Linked DNA regions of Mus musculus: regions 2 and 3 are each linked to region 1. Evidence: chromatin contacts called from public promoter capture Hi-C data. All regions are on one chromosome and are shown on one strand. Each heading gives the region's core, a stretch centred on a gene start, on an enhancer-like site or on the middle of the called end of the contact. The rest is flanking DNA. Distances are from core to core; before and after follow the strand shown. Region 1 holds the start of Thoc3 (THO complex 3). Region 2 holds the start of Fam193b (family with sequence similarity 193, member B). Region 3 holds the start of Ddx46 (DEAD box helicase 46).

Region 1 (4,182 bases), core at 1,039-3,538:
TTTGTCAAAGCACCTCCCCACTCCAACCCCTGGCACCAGTCTCATCAAAGTCACGCGTGTCCACACTGAACACAGGTTAAAATTTTCAACTTCATTAAACCTTTTTTCAAAACACCTTTTTTTTTTTTTTTTTGTACTTTACTGTCTATAGTGCAGTTAAAAATCTATCAGAAGGTGTATCAAGAATTCTATTGTGGGAGCTTGGTGGTGATGATACATGCCTTTAAACCCAGCACATGGGAGGCAAAGGCAGGTGGATCTCTCAGTTCATGAGTCTAGCCTAGTCTACACCGTGAGTTCTAGGATAGCCAGGGCTACACAAAGAAACCCTGTCTCCCCCTCAAAAATATATGTGTACATATATATGTATATATATGTATGTGTGTGTGTATACACACACACACACATTTTCTCCCCTGTGGGGCTAGAAATGGCTCAGTGGTTAAGAACACTTGGGTTTTTTTCCCTGGAGACCCAAGTTCAATTCCCTGTACCCACAATTCACAATCACCTATAACTACATTTATAGAGGACAAGACGCCTTCTTCCAGCACCTATACACATGTGGTACGTGTACGTACACACGTACACACACACACACACACACACACAGATGAAAATTAAAAAAAAAATCTAAAATCAACAAAACTGCCTGCCTTACTTTGGGTTTTACTGCTGTGAAGAGACACCATGACCGAGGCAACTCTTATAAAGAACAACATTTAATTGGAGCTGGCTTACAGGTTCAGAGGTTCAGTCAAGTATCATCAAGGTGGGACCATGGTAGCATTCAACCAGACATGGAGCAGGAGGAGCTAAGAGTTCTACGTCTTAATCCAAAGGCATACAGAAGAATGGCTTCCAGGTAAGCCAGGATAAGGGTCTTAAAGCCCACACCCACAGTGACACGCTTCCTCCAACAAGGCCACACCTAATAGTGCCATGCCCTGGGCCAAGCCTACTCAAACTACCACACTGCTTCTTTGAACACAGCCTTTAAACAAAACGCACAACTTTCCAGATCGCCCATGGTTTCTCAGCCATTGTAACCTGCCTGAATCTCCCAAACTCTCCACGCCTCTGCACATACTACTCTTGTATAGTTTCCACTGCTCTCCTATACATCTACAGCCTGCCAGAAAAGTGCTCTGTTCTGTTCCTGTCTTCTCCAGACAGACACATACAACCCATCCTGATAACCTGCACTTGCTACAAAGATGCTTGCTGCAGATCACACTAGCTTTTCCTCCAGAACCCCCTCTCTCTGAACTCACCTTTCGTATTCACAGTGGCGATGCATTTTGTAGTCCTCACATCCCAGATGCGAATGGTTTTATCTCCAGATGCGGTGACAAAGAGGTCAGGGTTGCTTGGGTGCCAACAAAGCTGGTCCACACTATCTCCGTGGCCCCGGTAGTTGTTTTCTTTGACCTTAAAAGAACAGAATCCAGATGCCACTTTTATCCAAACAGTGGTGCCTTGAAACCAGCAAAGATCTGGATAATTCAAAACAGAAATCTAATTCTTTTTCCAAAACTACAACACCCCCTCCCCCCCCCCCCCATGAACCTCTCTGAGCTTTGACATTGGCCCTTCCTGGCCTCCCTTCTTTCTTTTTCCACCACCACCTCAACCAACCTGTCCTGCGCTATCATTTTCAAATAAAGCCTTCCTCTCCACCCTAGGGGCTCTACCACCCCATTAGTCCCTAGCCACTCGTCACCAGGGCTCTTCTAGACCCTCACCACTTTCTGCCACCTGACTTCAACCTCCCCCGGCCCGCAGCCACGTCGCCACACCTCTTTACTGCCACTAAGTTCGCTCTCTGCTCTCCGCCAGGCAGCCTCACCCCCTTCGTCATTCCAACTCTTCCAGCCCCAAACCCCTTCCTCATCACCGCCAACGACAGGCCATACCCCTACCTCTCCTGCTTTTTCTCCCTCCGCACACAGCCCTCTTCTCCGCCAAGCCCGTGCCCTACAAGCTCACCAGCCGGTCCTTCTCCAGCAAGAACACGCTGGCAGTCTTGTCGAAGGACCCCGAGGCCAAGCGACGGCCATCGCAGCTCCAGGCGACCGAGTGCACCTTAGCACTGTGCGCCGGGAATTCGCGCGTCTTGCTGTGGCCTCGGAAGAGCTCCTGCATCCCGAGCACGTAACGAGACGGGCCACTGCTCACTGAGCACCAGGGCGCCATCGAGCCGGGGCCGCTCTGGCCGAGGGCCGAGGGGCCCAGGACCGCAGCGGGCGCCGCCATGCCTCCCTCCTCACGGACCGCGCGCCGGAAGCTGGATACTCTGAGTCTGGCGCCGTCGCCCTGCACATGCGCCGAAAAAGCGCCGCGTCGCTCCGCGCTGGCGCCTCTCACTCGCGGAACTACAAATCCCGCCATGCAGCGCGCGTCCACCTTTCCCTTTTGAAATAGGACTGATTCTTCCTTAAATTCGCTTTTTTTTGTTTGGTTTGTTTTGTTTTGTTTTGTTTTCGAGACAGGGTTTCTTTGTTTGTTTCCTGGCTGTCCTGGAACTCACTCTAGACCAGGCTGGCCTCTAACTCAGAAAACTGCCTGTCTCTGCCTCCCAAGTGCTGGGATTAAAGGCGTGTGCCACCACTGCCCGACTTGCTTCCCTCCCCCTCCCCACCCCCCACCAAGAGTTCAACTTTTTTTTTAAATGGTCTTCTTACCAGTTTCTTGGTAGCCTTGCTTATTCAAAAAAGAGAGTCAAGATAAATCCTCCAGTTTACCTGCATGTAAAATATCTTTTTTCTAGAGTTGTTTTTCACTGTAAGGTCCTCATCGTGCCCTTAAAGCAAAAGGCCATTGCAAGTTGTCGCTCCTGGAGAAAGGTTAGATGTTTGTGGAATGAAGGAATTGATAAGAAATGTGGGTTTGAGCCGGGCGTGGTGGCGCACGCCTTTAATCCCACCACTCGGGAGGCAGAGGCAGGCGGATTTCTGAGTTCGAGGCCAGCCTGGTCTACAACGTGAGCTCCAGGACAGCCAGGGCTATACAGAGAAACCCTGTCTCGAAAAACCAAAAAAAAAAAAAAAAAAAAAAAAAAAAGAAAAAAAAAAGAAAAAAGAAATGTGGGTTTGTCGGTTGGACTTGGGAAAAGTTGTTCGGTTAATTTGAGATTTGGTTTGTTCGGGGGTTTTGTTTTTGTTTTTAGTTTTTGAAGACAGGGCTTCTCAGTGTATCCCTGACTGCCCTGGAACTCACTCTACAGACCAGGCTGGCCTCGAACACACAGACATCCGCCTGCCTCTGCCTCCCAAGACGTTTTTCTGTCTTTTGATCTTGGTTGTTAAAGGATATTGTATATACATGATAGTAAACTAAAAGAAAATAGCGGAAAGTACAATGACCATTTTGTGTGCCATGCTCACATCTCTGATCCTCCCACTTATGTCTCTGTTAAACCAAAAGATACCCGGGTGGAAAAAAACAATGGTGCACAGCCAGGATTCGCCAAGCACTGGAGAAGAACTGTGCAGGGATAGGGGACACCAGAGGAATATATCCAACAAATATTCGTGTGAAAATGTCCTTATGAAGCCAGCTGTGGTGTCGCAGGCTTATAACCCCATCACTGGGGAGACAGGGACAGGCAGATCCCTAGGACTCACTGGCTAGCTGTCTAACTTCCTTGGCAAGTCCCGGGCTAATGAGTGACCCTTTCTCAAAACAGAACAAGGGATGGTGCCTCAGAACCACCTCCGTGTTGTCCTCTGGCCCCCACATACACACGTGTACTCACACATGCATATCCATGAAATCATTTTAAATGGGTCTATCCCTGAATACCGTGTTCTGTACTCTGTCTGGGACTGGAATTCCTGTGTATTTTCCCTACATATTCTCTTCTGTTACTTTCAGTAATAGCTATCTCCCTACCTGAATATAATTTCTTGAAATCTGTCATTCCATTGTTTTTATGACCCAGCAGTCTTGGCCCCCTCCACTGGTATTTTGCACATAGTAGGCACCCAATATTTACTAAATAAAATGTGAGAAAATGAAAGAAAGAAATCCTTATATAACAGTACCCTACACAATGAATATTCACAAGAAAAAATATAATTTTTGATGGGGAAGGGGGGTTTACGACAAGATTTCTCTGTGTATTCCTGGCTGTCCAGGAACTTCCTCTGTAGACCAGGTTGGCCTTGAACTCTGAGGTCC
Region 2 (3,931 bases), core at 15-2,514, 1.1 Mb after region 1:
GACCCTCCAAGACTCCTGCAGGGGCCTGCCTTCCTTGGCAGGCTCAGCCAAAAAACCAACTCAAAACTCTTTTGTCAGAGCAAGCTTAGGGTGAGCCACCCAGCCCCGGGTGCCACAACCCTCCCTGAGCAACTGTGGCCCACGCCACCCCCGCCTCTCCTGTTTGCTCCTTTTTGCTCAAAAGAAAGTGACCTTCCAGGTGGCAAGCTGGAAGCTTCCGAGAATCCTCCCAAATACTCTTAGTCTCGCAGGATTCACCAAACTAGTGGACTGGCGGGGGTTGGAGGTGGGAGTGGGGGCTCCTTATGGGACAGGAGATAGGAGGAGAACAAGGGTTTCCTCTTTAGTGGAGTTATTCTAACAGTCTTTGGGGCCGCCAACTGTTCTGCTGGGTAGGGAAAGGAGAGAGGTCCCGGAAGGCAGATGCAGAGAGGTACAGCTGTTGAGGGTAGCGGCTGCAGACCGTGCAGGGGAAGGGATGAAGCTGCTGGGGGCGGGGGTGGAGGGGCGCACAGAGGCTGCAGCCTTGCAGGTTCCAGCGCCCTGAGATGATGGTCTTTTAGGGGCTAGGGGATAGGGGGGAATCAGGTGGCTCCAAAGGGAAGTGGAGGGCAGAGAACTAAGCGGTGGTCTCGGGACCTGAGCGAGTCCCAGAGAGCATAAATGGTCAGAAGATTTAGCTCCGGAGCAGGGCCTGAACGGGTAGCTTTACAAGGGTCGCAAGAGGGTTGGCTGAGCTTTGGCTTTGGAGAGGGGTCCAGCTTCCACTCCCGGCAAGCGGGTTGAAAGCATCTGCCCCGGACTTGGGATTTGGTCCCAGACCCACAGTATGGTCCATGCCCACTCCCGCCCCACTCCCGCTCCCGCTCTGGGGAGGTGTAAGCAGCCCGGCAGTCGGAGTCGTTTTGCTCGATCCTACCTGAGGGCCTGGAGCCAGCTTGGGCTCTTCTTCCTCTCGGGGACCGTCGCAATCCAGCTCGGCGGGCACCTCCGGGGGCCCTGCACCGGCTCCCGCTTCCAGGCTCGGCGGCGGCGGCTGCGGCTCGGGCGCCTGGGGCTTCTGCAGCCCCGCGGCCCGCGCCCGCTCCCGCCGGCCCGCGCCGCCGCTTGGCCTGCTCCGCCTCCGAGTCATGCTGCCTCTTGCGCCGCTCCCCCGCTCGCTGGCTCCTCTCGCGCCTCCGCCGCCGCCGCCGCCGCCGCCGCCGCCGCCGCCGCCGCCGCTCCCCTCACAGGACAACAGCCAATATGGCGGCGCCCGGCGCCCCTCCCCGCCTGCTGCCAACAGGTCAGAGGGCACACTCAGTCCGCGCCGCCGCAGTCGCCACGGAAGCCGCCAGCGCCATTTTTAATAAGGCCACCTCGCTGGGCTTCGCAGGAGACCAGCCCCGGGCGAGATCCTGTCCTAAGCACTAGTCCGAAAGGCTGCGATCGGCTGGAGAAACACATTGGGCTCTGTAATAGCGGGCCTAGGAGCTTAATTATCCATTAAATAATGAGTGAGTTACTAATCTTTTTGCTGCGAACTTTTCACGCTCATCTCTTGGCTCCTCCCTAAATCACTTGGAAACAGGTACGAATTATTCCCATTTTGCAATGGACAAGCACTGGCTGCAAAATGCCTACCATAGATTCCTAGATATCATCCCACCACACCTGTGGTCAGCCTGAGGCGAAAGAATAGGCAGGTCTTTACTTGTCGTTTACTGGGAGCCCCACGTTCTGTGCTCAGAACTGCAGGACCCAGACTCAGGTCGTTCTTGAGGCTGATGGGGAAGGGGGTCACTTAAATAGATAATAGGATCGGCGTGACAAGGATGAAATGATTAAAGCACATACTCTGGCAATGTTTTTTTTTTTTTTTAAGTGGTATGTGCGAGAGAGGTCTTTAACCCACAAAGCAAAATTAGAAATGTTTTAATAGCTCAGCATTTTAGTTGTTAATATGTCATCTCCACCCATTTTCTTCCCACAGGGGGAGAAAAATTCAGGCACATGGAACAAAAAAATATATGTATTTTTTTTTTAAGTTTCCAATGCTGTCTTATGCCTTGTCGAGTGAAACTGGAACTTTTTAGTAGTTACACGTGGAATTTATATTGATAACATCAATCAGAACAAAATCTGAAACTTTGACTACCAAGAAGTAAATCAATTTTTAAAAATTGCTCTATTTATCTTATTGTTTTAATAGGTATGTGTGTGTATGTGTGTGTGTCGGTGGGACTGGGTTAAACTTCTTTGGCCTAACTTGCTCCATCTTGAAGTCTGTCCTCCGTTTTGCATGGCCCCAATTCCAAGAAAAACCACAAATGTTCTAGAGTCTACCACTCAGGGAAGGGGAGGAACATCTGGCCTTTTCTCCAAGATCCTGAAACAGTTGCCACCCTTCTTTCCCTGGAATACCTAGGGGCCACCACAGACCAATCAGGAACCAGGACCTCTGGAAAGCCCCCTAACCACAACCAACCATGGTAAAGGTTGCCTAGACCCTCACCCTAATCTTCCACTTCATACCTGGTTGTGGTTTTCTGCTTTAAAAGGCCTGTGAGCCCACTTCTTGGGCTCATTGCTTCAGCTCCCGAGCCTAACTGCATCTCTAGTCCAGCTAGATCTCTTGGTGAGAGTTTCCCTTGGTGAATAAAAGCTGCTTTTGTTTGACTTTGGATTGTGGCGGCCTGTGCCTCATTATTTGTGTGACCTCAGGCCCAACATTTCTGTGTGTGTGTGTGTGTGTGTGTGTGTGTGTGTGTGTGTGTGTACGCGCGCGCGCGCATACGTGTACTTGTGTGTCAACTTGACACAAGCTGGAGTTATCACAGAGAAAGGAGCTTCAGGTGAGGAAATGCCTCCATGAGATCCAGCTGTAAGACATTTTCTCAATTAGTGATCTAGGGTGAAAGGGCCCACTGTGGGTGGTGCCATGCCAGGCCTGGTAGTTTTGGGTTCTATAAAAGAGCAAGCCAGTAAGCAGCACCCCTCCATGGCCTCTGCATCAGTTCCTGCTTCCTGACCTGCTTGAGTTCCAGTCCTGACATCCTTTGGTGAAAAACAGCAATGTGGAAGTATAAGTTGAATAAACCCTTTCCTCCCCAACTTGCTTCTTGGTCATGATGTTTTGTGTAGAAATAGAAACCCTGACTTTAATTTATTTTTAGGATTTATTTTATGTATATGAGTACATTGTAGCTGTCTTCAGACACACCAGAAGAGGGCATCGGATCCCATTACAGATGGTTATGAGCCATCATGTGGTTGCTGGGAATTGAACTCAGGACTTCTGGAAGAGCAGTCAGTGCTCTTAACTGCTGAGCCATCTCTCCAGCCAATGATTAATTTTTATTTTTTGGGTTTTGTTTTTGTTTTTTTTTTTTTGGTTTTTTGTTTTGATTTTTTTCAAGACAGGGTTTCTCTGTATAACCCTAGCTGTCCTGGAACTCACTTTGTAGACCAGGCTGGTCTTGAACTCAGAAATCTGCCTGCCTCTGCCTCCCGAGTGCTGGGATTAAAGGCGTGTGCCACCACGCCCAGCACGGCAATTCTTGATCAAAGCCAGCTATGGACCCTCAGTGTCTGGAAACAATGCTTGTGAGAGTCTAAATAAGACAAAGCATTAGAAACAGTTAGCAACAGTAATTTTACCTGATAGCTTCCATAACTGTTCTTATTATATATACCTTACTAATCTAAGAGAAAGTCCTTTTCTAGACTAAAAAGGGGCAATATTGAGGATGTTTTTGAGCACTGTGTATTTAAGTGATGAATTCTGTACCCAGAGATCCAAATGTAGTCCAGAATTGGTATTGGCATTATTATGAAGCATTTCCTGATTTGGTATTTTGTAAAACACTGCCCTCCATTATTTTCTGATTGGTCATTAAAGAACTGGACAGAAGAGAATAAGGCGGGACTTCCGTACCCTAAAAGAGGGAAG
Region 3 (4,061 bases), core at 332-2,831, 1.2 Mb after region 1:
GGAATCGAACCCAGATCTTCCGCAGGAGCAACAAGGGCTCTTTACCTCTGAGAAATCTTTTTAGCTATGCAGAGTATCTTTTAAAACCAAACTCGAACAGAAATGTTAAATTTGGCTGGGCAGTGGTGGCACACACTTTTAATCCCAGCACTTGGGAGGCAGAGGCAGGTGGATTTTTGAGTTCGAGGCCAACCTGGTCTACAGAGTGAGTTCCAGGATAGCCAGGGCTACAGAGAAACCCTGTCTTGAAAAAAAGAAAAAAAAAAAAAAAAAAAAAGAAACCAAAATTCTGGTCTACAGAGTGAGTTCCAGGACAGCCAGGGCTACACAGAGAAAGCCTGTCTCAATAAACAAAGAAAACAAACAAACAAACAAACAAAAATAGGCCAGGCAGTAGTGACGCATGACTTTAATCCCAGCACTTGGGAGGCAGAGGCAGATGGATTTCTGAGTTCGAGGCCAGCCTGGTCTACAGAGTGAGTTCCAGGACAGCCAGGGCTACACAGAGAAACCCTGTCTCAGAAAACCAACCAACCAACCAACCAACCAGCCAACCAAAAACCAATGACCGCACCTGCCAATGGTGTGATGCATGGCCCCAGGCATCCAGGTGTTCTTCTAGAATGCATTGTCTGTTCCTTTTCTGGTTTTGAGTTTGTTTTAAAATAGTTGCTCAGTGGTTCCCTTTATTAGGCCTAATTGGTTTTCATGAAAACATCCTTTTCCTAGGAAGGCATAGACGCCTCCATTTTTTGCAGTCATGAAGTTAGTCTTTTGCAGTCTTGGAGGACCTCTGTAGGTAGGGAATCTATTTGCTCTTGCTTTGCTTTGTTCTACCAAGGCCAGGTTGTCTTTAATCTGATTGGTCATTTGAGGTGTTTGTAGGCATAGGAAATCCTTTGGGAGGGCTTCTTTGTTCCAGTATAGGGGTAAGTTCGGTAAGTAAAACACTTAAAGGACAGGTCAAAATGTGAATATAAAGATAATAAGCAGAAATGGAGTGATCCAGACAAAGAGCCAGAGCAAGAGGGAGGCCCGTGCTTTTTGTCTGGTGCCTTTGGGCCCCATTTCCTGAGCGGTTGAACGGATCATGTATTCCCCCCTGCCCCGAAAGCTTCCCAGTGTTAAGAACTATTATAATCCTTAGTGCAGTTTATCTCTGTTCTGTAGATTCTAAGTCTTCACATCTCATATTGAAGAGTCTTTCCTCTTCAGTATGATGCTCCTTGTGTCGAAGACACATCACTACTATTAGTTGTCAGGATCTGGCATACACATAAGTGACTCAGTACGGAGCATATAAGGAGACAGGAGCATTAGTTAATGCAGATTAAGGCAAACAGACACACTCCCTGGGAGAGCCGCAGGCTGCATTAGGTTCCTCGGTGGTCTGCAGCGAAGACCCTTTGCAAGGCTGACCTGGCTGATGGCACACTCCATAGCGCCAAAAAGGGCTGCGGGTTGCGCTAGAAAAGTAAGTTGTTGCTGCCGGCGCAGCCCGCGCCGCGCGGCCTCCAGTCGGTTGGTGGCGCTCTGGAGAAGCAGCCGCTTCCTTCCGCCCGCTCCTTCCTTCCGCACCCCGGCACCAGCACATCCTGTTTTCGTTGGCCACGCTCTGATGGCGGTCACTGCTGGAGCTCTGTCCATTTCGTAGGACCGGTCCTCGCTCGGTACCGTGAGAGCTTGCTGCCTCCCTCCTTTGTCCTCTTCATAGGCCTGCGCATCGTCCCCGAGGGCGCAGGCCTTCTGCTGGCCGGCAGCATGGGCCGGGAGTCTCGGTGAGTCCGCGGGCGAGCGGCTTCTTGGGCTCGGAGGGGAGCGAGCGGGTGGAGGGAGCGGCGCTGCGGGTAGAGTGCGGGTGGCCGCGCGTGTGGCTGCTGAGGACCCGGTCACCCGGGCTGTGACGAGGCGCAGCTGGCATGCAGGGCAGCCGATTGCCGTGAGCTTGCGACCACCGGTCGAGCCCTGAGCGGGAACAGTCCCCCTGACCCCACCCCGCCCATCACGGAGCCTCCCGCCTCATCCCCCGGGTCAACCCAGAGCCGGTTCACTCCCGTTCCTCTTCGTCTTCACAACATTGTTTGCCTCCACTCTGGGTTACTTTCGTGCGCACGTGGGCCTCTCTGCCTAAGTCATTTAGAAGGAGCGTATGCAGGCCTTTTTTACGCACCTGCTATATGTGCAGGACCGGCTTTTATTGGGTTACAACAAAAACACCTGTTCCATGGCCATTTATTCCGCGGATACATTTTGTTACTATGTTGCCTGCTTCTTTGTGAAACCTTTCACGCGGGCACCTTACGGTGTCTTCAAAACTTTAGGTTTTAATAACGGATTAGGACCTTGAGGTAGATGATGATGATATTATTACTACTACTACTATTATTATAATCATCATCTTGAAAGATGAGATGACTGGTATGTATGTAGCCAGTCTGAAAGGTACTGTGGTTCACTGTGTAGGGAGAATGAAAACTTGGCGTACTGGGTTAAAACTTAGGTTCAGGGAAACAAGCCAAGTGTGAGTGGAGCAGCTTGAAATTTTTGCAAACCAAAAAAACCTGTAGCATCTTCCGTATAAAGGGTGTATTGCCAGTGACCATGGTTCTTTTTTTGGGGGGGTGGGGGGTCCGAGACAGGGTTTCTCTGTATAGCCCTGGCTGTTCTGGAACTTACTTTGTAGACTAGGCTGGCCTCGAATTCAGAAATCTGCCTGCCTCTGCCTCCTGAGTGCTGGGATTAAAGGCGTGCGCCACCACACCCGGCCTGAATTACCTTTCTTGATCTTGCTGTTATAATTATTATATTTGTATTGCTGGAATCAAAATAACAATAAGACCTTGCCATTTTTTGACTTAGTATCTGTTGGATCCTGTTACTTTCAAGAGGAAATTCAGACTCCCCAGACCTTTCGCAGAAGGTCCTTTTCACCCATTTACCTGCGTACAGTTGACTTCCTGTGGTGCCTGGCTTCCGCTCATCTGGAGCTTTCTAGGTAGATCCTGAGAAGGCTCAGAAAGCGAATGGATTGTTGATTCCTAGTAATGGCAGCCTTCAGTGATGGCGAGGAAGGCTGCTATGAGCTGATGTCAGGGCCTCACACATTCGGAACATGGGCTGGACGACCATGGCCTCTCCCCTCAGCACAGCCTCCCTTTCCTGCTTATTCTGGTCCCATGTGGAGACACCCAGCCCTTCTCTCTTGCCCTCATACTTGGTATTTAATTCATAATTAAGATGAGTCAGTGCTAGTGTTTTGGGCTTCTATGTTTTATCTCCACTGGAGATCTTGGTATTTCTCAGCATCTACTCTCGCTATTCTGACCTAAGCGGGGCTTCTCTGAAGCCGGATGCTTGCTTCAGTCTCATGGTTTCTCTCCTCCTGTTGCCTCCTCCGTTTGATCTGTTCTGTGCTCAGCAACAAGACAATACTTTCGTTTTTATAGATACAAGCTGCGCTTCCAACTGCCAGAGGCACTGCCTCCACCCCTGAGTGCTGGCATTGCATACCTGATTCTTGAGTGATAACTTTAAAAATAGTCATGCTTAAACATCTTCCGGTAACTTTTTCCTTTTTTGTTATTTATTGTAAGAATATTTACTCATGGGGCTGGAGAGGTGGCTCAGTGGTTCAAAGCCCTGGGTTTGCTCCAGAGGATCCAGGTTCAATTCCTAGCATCCACGTGGCTCACAGCTGTCTGTAACTCCAGTTCCACGAGTGCGCGCGCGCGCACACACACACACACACACACACACACATTTGTCCTCAGGTATATACATATACATATACACATAAATTAATTAAAATATTTATTTAGAGATGAGAACATACTGATCTTAGCCTGATTGACATAGTGATCTTTCCTCAGTAGCTTAGACACCTTAATAACACTACAGGGGGCTGCTGCCATATGTGGCCCTATAGCTTTTTATCTTACTCGGAGTAAAAGACAGTCATTGTAAGACCCGGTGAGGTTCTCCATATCTAAGTATTTTGCTATTTCTCTGATCTTGTCTCGTGGTGCTCTCTTGAGTTCTTCTCTCCTTTCCTCCCCCCCTCC

What was found. Promoter capture Hi-C pulls out the DNA fragments that hold promoters and counts their contacts.
Region 2: a promoter capture Hi-C map of liver shows a contact between it and region 1, with 2.1 times the contacts expected there. The contact joins the promoter of Fam193b here to the promoter of Thoc3 in region 1. A contact is called at or near these places in 3 of 39 promoter capture datasets (liver and pre-B cells).
Region 3: a contact with region 1 is called in a promoter capture Hi-C map of liver, with 3 times the contacts expected there. The contact joins the promoter of Ddx46 here to the promoter of Thoc3 in region 1. A contact is called at or near these places in 3 of 39 promoter capture datasets (the C10 cell line, liver and pre-B cells) and 1 of 484 Hi-C or Micro-C datasets (B cells).

What each region holds. Positions count from the first base shown.
Region 1 is chr13:54,466,552-54,470,733 of GRCm38.p6, forward strand. It overlaps Thoc3 (THO complex 3), which reads right to left and starts at 2,289. Exons shown (of 6, transcript NM_028597.3): 1 at 1,990-2,289; 2 at 1,275-1,431. The coding sequence starts at 2,256.
Region 2 is chr13:55,569,856-55,573,786 of GRCm38.p6, forward strand. Fam193b (family with sequence similarity 193, member B) reads right to left here and starts at 1,265. Exons shown (of 11, transcript NM_145382.4): 1 at 1-1,265. Gm31364 (a long non-coding RNA gene) reads left to right here and starts at 1,241. Exons shown (of 2, transcript XR_873486.2): 1 at 1,241-1,570; 2 at 3,881-3,931.
Region 3 is chr13:55,633,418-55,637,478 of GRCm38.p6, forward strand. Ddx46 (DEAD box helicase 46) reads left to right here and starts at 1,582. Exons shown (of 23, transcript NM_001282055.1): 1 at 1,582-1,778. The coding sequence starts at 1,762.